2 separate regions of the Sus scrofa genome follow, and region 1 is linked to region 2. Evidence: chromatin contacts called from public Hi-C data. All regions are on one chromosome and are shown on one strand. The core of a region is the stretch at or near the end of the contact, and the rest is flanking DNA. Distances in the headings are between cores, read along the strand shown.

Evidence for each region. Hi-C and Micro-C count contacts between places; a contact is called where the count stands out from the background.
Region 1: a contact with region 2 is called in a Hi-C map of skeletal muscle, with 2.5 times the contacts expected there. The contact joins the promoter of RAB3A here to the promoter of LOC100736865 in region 2. A contact is called at or near these places in 18 of 47 Hi-C or Micro-C datasets (alveolar macrophages, blood, embryonic fibroblasts and 10 more) and 1 of 2 datasets of contacts at active chromatin or transcription factors (skeletal muscle).

What each region holds. Positions count from the first base shown.
Region 1 is chr2:59,602,876-59,607,365 of Sscrofa11.1, reverse strand. RAB3A (RAB3A, member RAS oncogene family) reads right to left here and starts at 2,977. Exons shown (of 4, transcript NM_001123179.1): 1 at 2,750-2,977; 2 at 700-818. The coding sequence starts at 2,977.
Region 2 is chr2:59,556,504-59,560,525 of Sscrofa11.1, reverse strand. LOC100736865 (PLASMODESMATA CALLOSE-BINDING PROTEIN 4-like) reads right to left here and starts at 1,619. Exons shown (of 3, transcript XM_005654894.3): 1 at 1,468-1,619. The coding sequence starts at 1,537. It overlaps KIAA1683, which reads right to left. Exons shown (of 2, transcript XM_021083531.1): 2 at 2,449-3,468. The coding sequence ends at 2,533.

The DNA of each region.
Region 1 (4,490 bases), core at 1,728-4,227, 45 kb before region 2:
CATTTTAAACGTTATCCTTACTCTGGGCAAAAATTTTAAATGTTTATATCCTCTAATCTATACAAACTGCCTTTATGTTTTCTGTCCCTCTCAGGCTTTTTTTTTCCTTGATGTTCACTATTTCATTTTTCCATCTGAAATCTTTTTTTTTTTATGGGCCACACTTGCAGCATATGGAGGTTCCCAGGCGAGGGGTCTAATCGGAGCTACAGCTACTGGCCTATGCCACAGTCACAGAGCAATGTGAGATCCAAGTCAAGTCTGTGACCTACACCACAGTTCAGGGCAACGCTAGATCCTTAACCCACTGAGCGAGGCCAGAGATCGAACCTCATGGTTCCTAGTCGGATTCGTTTCTGCTGTGCCACAACAGGAACTCCTGAAAACTTTTTTTTTTTGGCTATGCCCACAGCATATGTAAGTTTCCAAACCAGGGATCTAACCTGAGCCATTGGGGTGACAACACTAGATCCTTCAATAGCTAGGCCACCAGGGAACTCCTGAAATCTTCTTTTCCCATTATTTCAAGCTGGTGTCATATGGTTTTAATGATTATAGATTGATAGCAGGGCTGGGACCCCCAATATTGTTATTTATATTTCTGATAGGGGGCTGGGGCTCCCTAGTCTCAGGCTGCACCCCAGGCTTTGCATCAAGCCTGGCTTGAAAACCACCTGAGAGTGGGTGGGGCATGCTCACCAGTCCTGCACTGCATTGAAGGACTCTTCATTGGTGATGTCATACATGAGGATGAAGCCCATGGCGCCCCGGTAATAGGCTGTCGTGATGGTCCGGTACCGCTCTTGCCCCGCTGTGTCCTGGGGAAGAAGAGATGAGTGGCAGAGAGGACACACACAGAAGCTCCTAAGAGTGGAAATGAACTCTGAAATCATCCACCCCCTTGAGGCCCAGAGGAGTAGGGGCTTGCCTAGGAGCACAGTGGGTCAGGGAGAGTGAGTAGGCTGCCTGCACCGGGAATGTGGTACCCAGTCATCCCAAGGTAGCTACAGAATCGTTCCTTCATTCATTCAGCACATATGTGCTGGGCACTGACCTGTGCCAGGCACTAGGGACCTAGGTGTTAACAAAATGGACCAGGGAGTAGAGTTCCTGTCGTGGCTCAGTGGTTAACGAATCCAACTAGGAACCATGAGGTTGCAGGTTCGATCCCTGGCCTTGCTTAGTGGGTTAAGGATCTGGCATTGCCGTGAGCTGTGGTGTAGGTTGCAGACGCGGCTCGGATCCCGCGTTGCTGTGGCTCTGGTGTAGGCCGGCAGCTACAGCTCCGATTGGACCCCTAGCCTGGGAACCTCCATATGCCGCAGGAGCGGCCCTAGAAATGGCAAAAAGACAAAAAGACCAAAAAAAAAAGCACCAGAGAGTTCTCTTGTGGCACAAATGGTTAAGGATCTAGCGTTGTCACTGCAGTGGTTTGGGCTGCCACTGTGGCATGGGTTCAACCCCTGGCCTGGGAACTTCCACATGCCCCTGGGTGTGGGCAAAAAACAAAAACCAATAGCATCGGGATTGAGATGGCAGAGGAGTAAGACAAGGTACTCATCTTCTCCAATGAACACATCAAAAAAAACAAAACAAAAACAAAAACCCATCTACATGTAGAAAGATTCGTACAAGACATCTACTGAATGCTGACAGAAGATCTTAAACCTCCAAAAAGGGCAAGAAACCCACCACATAACTGGGTAGAACAAAAGAGGAAAAAGAGAGAGAGAGACAAAAACAAAACAAAAAACCAAAATAGACCAAAATCAGGAGTTCCTGTCATGGTGCAGCGAAAACAAATCCACCTAGTATCCAAGAGGATGTGGGTTTGATCCCTGGCCAAGCTCAGTGAGTTGGGGATGTGTTGCCATGAGCTGTGGTGTAGGTTGCAGATATGGCTTGGATCTGGCATTGCTGTGGCTGTGGTGTAGGCAGGCAGCTGCAGCTCTGATTAGACCCCTAGCCTGGGACCCTCCATATGCTGAGGGTGTGGCCCTAAAAAGACAAAAAAAAAAAAACAAAAAACAAAAAACTTGAAGGATGAGGGAGGGAGCCCTGCAGAGATAAGAAGAAAGGTAATCCAGGCAGAAGGCACAGCCCAGGGAAAGGCCCAGATGTGGACTATGTCTGGTATATTTGAGGAACAGTGAGACAGTGAAGAGGCTGAGGTAGAGATGGAGGGATACAAATGAGATTGGGTATCAACAAGGATAGACCACACAGGATCTTAGCCAGGGGGAGAAGGCACAGGTTTAACCCAGATGAGGTGGGAGCCTTGGCAGAACTGTGAACAGAGAAGGGATGGTTCTGACTTTGGATTTAGCAGGCTCCCTCATGTCTCAGAGGCACTGAGGGAGGTGGCTAGAGGAGCCTGTTCCTGTCTCGGAGAATGAGGTGGGGGGGGGGGTCAAGATTTCTCTGAAACCTCATACAGAGCCACATGGAGGAAGCTGAAGATGGGGAGAGAAGCTGAGGCACCAAGCAAATGATGTGTCCAATGATGTCAGAGGTAGGAGAGGACCTACCTGGCATTTGCTACTTCCCCACCCTTGGAGAGCACCGATGACACACTGAAAGAACCGAGATACCCTCTTCTGTGCCTCTATCCTGTGGTACACAGTAAGGGCCTGAAAAAATGCTCAGTGTGTAATGAATGAATCTAGACAGGAAAGCAATAGGGAAAGCTGGGCTGCTCTTTGGGACAGAGAGGGAGTGATGGAGACAGAATTCCCCCAGCTGGACCCACCCAGATCTGCAGCTTGATCCTCTTATCATTCCGGTAGATGGTCTTGACCTTGAAGTCGATTCCTACAGTGCTGACAAAGGCAGGCGTGAAGGAGTCGTCTGCATAGCGGAAGAGGAAGGATGTCTTGCCCACACTGCTGTTTCCAATGATGAGGATCTTAAACATGTAGTCAAAGTTCTGGTCCGAGGACTCCTTCTGCCCATAGCGCGAGTCTGTGGCAGATGCCATCTGGGGGTACGGGGCATAGGCGAGCGTGAGAGGGTCGCCCTCCAACTCCAAACGCCCAAGCCCAGACTCAGGATGGAAGAACTCCAGAGCTCCCAGAGTGAGACAGAGATTACCTTTATCCCGTCAGGAGCCCCAGTACTAATGGTGGGGCCCACAGCAGAGGGCGGGCCTTGACCTTGAAAGGCCCAAGGTTTCAGGGGAGGACTTTCAGACCGAAAGGGATGGAGACATCGCTGCAGGCCGGAGCCCCTGGTCCGACAGCAACCTAAGCCCTACAGCTGTGCCTAGGGGAGTGACTGCGGCCGGCCCCGCCCCCTATCAATCATTCACGTTCCTCAGAACTGAGCGGCGCTAGCGCACGTGCACACGCGTGTACGGTACCCGCGGGGACGCGTATCTGCAGTCCTCCCAGATTCCCAGGCTGGGAGAGCTCGGGCTGAAGCAGCTACCCCACGTGATAGGAGCAGGGCGTGCTCACGCTCACGTGCACACAGCAGGGCACACACCAGGGCACATTCGTGCATATCTGAGCATCGAACACACTCGGCGCACAGGACAGAGGCAGACACCTGTCTGCACACCGACATGCATATACCAATGAGCAAATCCACCCGTGCGCACTGTGTCCTCCACCTATGCAGCCGAGTACACGTCACCCACATGGGCACGCATCTCTGTACATGTATGCACTTTGCTGTGCACGCACACGCATAGTCCACGCGTCCCCCTCCACACGCGTGCAACATGCACAAACTTGAGTAGGGAAACCCGGGGGGGTCACAAGAGCATACCCTGGGACCCAAGCAAGGGTACACACAAATCGGCCGGTACAGGCGGGCGCGCACACGCGTGTGCACACCACGCGCACGCGCACGCATGGAGCCTCCCGCGCGCACAGCTTCCCGCAAGGCACCCGTCTCGTCTCCCCTCCCCCTCCGCCGCAGAACCGGGGTGGAGAGGTGGGGGTGGGGAGGAGGATCCAGCAGGTAAGGGGAACCTACCCCTCCCCAGGCTCGCGACCGCCGCATCCTTCCCCTCATTTAACACCTGCCAACCTCGTCTCTCACCCCAGCCAGCCCATCAGTCAAATGAAGGTTATGTAGGTACTCCGAGCGGGAGTGCACAGGGACACTCGGGAGCTCACCTTGCCCTGCAGTGATGTGGTGGTGACCCTAGCGGTGGCGACGGGGCCCCCAGTGCGTTGATGTGGGGCTGCGCGGCAGCGGAGGCGGCGGCAGCGGCTCAGGCCCCTGCAGTCCTTGGTGACGTCCTGCAAAGAGCAGGGCGGGGCCTCACATGCAGATACGGCCGTGACGCCATCCTGGGGCGGAGCCACGCATTGAGATAGGGTCCACTGTCACACGCAGAGCGGGGAGGGGCGAGGCTCCCCACGCAGATTGACGCGAGAATGGGGCGGGGCCCAGCGAGCGCATCCAGTAGCTAGCGAAAGCAGTGCCGGAGGGGAGGAATCGCCTGCTGGGGCCACCTCTCTCCAGTGTTAGGGAGGCGGGGT
Region 2 (4,022 bases), core at 370-2,869:
GGCCAGGCTGAGGGTGGGTAAAGAGTTCATGACTCACTGCCCACAATTACTTCCTTTCCAGTTCCAGGCTGCTGGGCAGCTTCACTGCTTGCAAGTTCATTCATCAACTACTCCCTGCCCCACCCCTACCCACTCTGCCCTGTACTGATCTTTGTGCTTCTACCCTGCCTCACCCCAAGCAGTAGAAATGCGGAAATAACATCCAGTACTGGGCCCAGGAGGGAGCTTGGTTCATAAACAGACCTCCATTTCTCGGTCCAATTTCCCAGGCCCTGTGGGGATGACAGATGAGTCTAGAAGTAGCATGGTGCACTAGCCTTATTTCATCCCCATTTTACAGGTGGGGAACTGAGGCTTAGAATAGTTTAACATCTGGCCTGAGGTGACAGAGAGAGAGGGAAGAGGGCCCCTTAAGGACCTCAAAGAAACCAAGGACTTAAGAGTCCAGCCTCCCCAAACTGCCTCCCACCATCATTTGAAGATGAATCCAGAGGACGAGAGGTTTCTGCTGAAATGAAGATGACTCGGGCCACAGTGGACCCTAAGCCAAACCAGACGTCTGAGGAGTTAAATTTTTCAATTGAACGGAGGAAAACTAATGGACCTGGAAAGAGGAGGTGGTGGTGGGGGCACAAGCTCCACTGAGTACCTGGCACAGAGCAGAGTTGACCAGAAGGTAAAGTGGGGCTGTTTCTGCACACTGTGCCAGGAGTTTGCCTTGCCCAGAGACTCCTGGACCAGGAGGCTGGCATGAGCCAAGTCAACTAGTTCTAATCTGGGTCCACCACAGGCTGAGCCTCAGTTTCCTGAGCTATGAAATGGGGACAAATGTACTGCCTTCTGAGTGAAGTCTTCGCTGTAAGAGTCTCAGGCTTGGTGGCCGCCACTCTGACATTCCAGGTTTGGGGTGGGGACGTGGGTCAGAGGGAATGATGACTTGGTGGGATGGGAAGGGCTGCAATAATTTCTTCTCTGCCCTGGGAACTGTCTCAAAGTGAAGCAGAAAGTAACTGTCAGGCGCCAAGAACTCCCAGGGGCCATAGATGCTCAGTGACCAAAAAGTGAGCCCTCCTCCTGCCCACCCCGCCTCCTCATGGTCCTGGCGTCCCTACTCTTTGAGGACTGGCTAGGAGAAACTGAGGTTTGAAATAGAACCTCAGACTGGGTGTGAGGCACTCAACTAGCCTCTCCCTGGTTCGGGTCACGCTGGCTTGGCAAAACTGGGAGCTCTCTGGGCTGGGGTAGGGGGTGGAGACGCTGTAGTGTTCCCACTGTTCTCGTGACCTCCCCACCTTACTTCTGGTAGAAAGAACAGCCCTTTGGGAGATAGGGGGCACCTGCAGACCAGCCTGCGGGAGAAGTCTAGCCGCCAGATGTGTGGCTAGGCCATACGCCCTCTCCGGCTTCGTGGAAGCCGGATCTCCTTTTTACCTGTTTTTACCTGAAATGTCAGTAGAAAATTCTCACCAGAAGGTATCAGCGGCAGCAAGAGAACCAACAGCAGAAGAGGCAGCGGCGGCAGCTGGGAGCCCGCCATTCTTGCGACGGGAAGCGGAGGGCGGGCTCTGCACAGGTGTGTGGCAGGTGCCGGCTTCTTACCCCTGCGCGTCCCCTGCTGGCAGCACGCGGGGCTGCTCAGGGGAGCGTCAGAGGCGGACCCTCGGGACATAGGGCCTCCAGGGGGCGCTACTGCTCACCAGAGGTGACACTCCTGACCCCCTTTCTCCATCTGGCCTACCCACCTCTCCTAACGAACTCTCCTGGTTCATGACTCTGAAGCAGTTACACTCTGCCTAGTCCCTCAGGACACCTCTACCCCTTCCAGTTCCCCCTGGTGCCCCCGCCGCTCTGGTCCCCCTCTGTGGCTGCTCCAAACTCATGCTGTCACCGCCCGCTGCACCTCCTCTTGGGCAGGCTGCCCCTTCTGGGTGTCCCCAGCCCTTGCCTTCCCTCTCTGCCCTGTCCCTGATCCCACCAACTAAGGATGTCTGTGTCTGGCTCTCCCTCACCCAGACTAGGGTCCCTTGAGGTAGACCCAGCCTCCCCCCACCCCCCCATGCCCTGGATCAAGATGTGGCTAGAACTCTCTCTGGTATTTCCTGAATGAGGCACACATGCATGCACCCATAGGACTTTCAAGGGCCAAGGGACTCATGACGGCCCTTCTAGGTCAGGTCCCCAGAGACTGGCTTCTGGAAGGCACTGGGGATGGCCTCCATCTGACACTGTTCCTGTAATCATGGATGGATATCGTGGCACACTGAGGCCACAGTGGCAGCCCTGACCTCCAGGAAAGGCTTAGGGGTGGGCTCCCCAGCCACAGACCCCAAGTGCCAACTCCATGGTTGGAAGTTTTGGGGCCCTCCTGTCCAGGATGTTCCAGATGCCCCCCTAATTCCCCCAACACACCATGCCCAAGATGCCCCATAAGCACAGGTAGACCAAGACTCAGGCTGTGGAGGGCTTTATTCATTAGACCCAGAGAGCCACATGGCTCCTGCCCTGGTGTCCCCCCACCGGTAAGCCAATGTCCTAGACGCCTGGCCACTGCGTGTGCCGTGAGTTGTCCCATGCTGCTGGGCCCAAGAGCGCATCCGTGGTGAGGGAGGCCCGGGTGCAGCGACCACGCCAGCTCGCTTGAAGCATCTTAGCTGCTACCTGCTGCTGCTTCAGCTGGCGGCGTACCCTGAAGCCCCTCCAGGAGGACTGGATGGTGGTGGCTGCCTTGTTCTGGCTATGGGGTTGCGGGGGGCTCCGGGAGGTTGGCTGGATGCTGCAGCCCCGTGGCATGCTGGCCTGGACTACAGCACCCCGGCCGGTACCTTGCACCACCCGCGTGGGCAGGGTGTGGCCACACATGTGGCATGTACGGGGGCTGGAACCCACAAGCATCACCACGCTGGGTGGGCTCCCCAGCCCAGAGCTCAGGGACTGGCAGAGGCTACAAGCGTGTGGCTGGCAGGACTGGTAGCAGCGGTGGTCAGATATTGACCTGGCCCCACCCCCACCCCCGCCCACTGCAGCCCACACAGCTGGGAGCAGCATCTGCTGGGTGTGGCTCCGGCGGACGCAGAAGCCTCTCCACGCAGCCTGGATGATTGTGGCGGCTCTACAGAGCTGGGCCAAGTCCCGCCGCACGCAGTAACCTCGCCAGGCAGCCTGGATGATGATGGCCCACTGGTGCCACACCTTGATGGTACGGCGCACCAGGTAGCCGCGCGTACACGCCTGGATAATGACCGCGGCATGGATGATTATCTTCTCCACAGCCTGCACCGACGCCACCAGCTCCCCTGGCTGGCTGGGATCCACCGCCGCCTTGCCGCCCGTGGCCTCCCATGGCACAGTGCCCCTGGCTGGCTCCCATGTGCCACCAGGGACTATGGTGCTGTTCCTGGGCCCGACTGCGACACTGGGGATGGCGGAGTTCCACGCTTGGCCACCAGACACGCCAGCGTCCTCAGGGCCCTGGAGTACAGCGGGAGTCAGGGATGGCTGGTGACTGTCCAAAGGAGCCCTGGAACTAAGAGAATCCTGAGACACCAGCGGCGACTCGTGGCTAAAAAGGGGCCGCCGGGAACCATCTGGTGAAGACTCATAGCCAAGAGACACCCTGCGAACCCCCGGGTTCAGCCTAGTGATGGCCACGCCGTGTGCCGCCTCACCAGTGCGGATTATTGGCATGATGGCCGGCACCGCACCTGTGGAAGGGCGTGGAACTTCCTGTAAGGACCTGGGGGCATCCTCCTGCTCCTGATGGGGGGGCACGGTATGGGCCTCAGAACTGCTTGGCATCTCTGAGGCAGGGATATCATGCATGGCCCTGTAGGACTTTCTAGGGCCAAGGGACCCATGGCCATTCTGAATCAGACCCCTGGACACTGGCTTCTGGAACCCCCCGGCCTCTACCCCTCTAGCCAGAGATGGATGAAGAGGCACCTGTGAGGCCATGCTGGTGGACCCTGATCTCTGGGGGGTGCTTGGAGTCACTATCCCAGCCACAGACCCTCGGTGCAAACTGG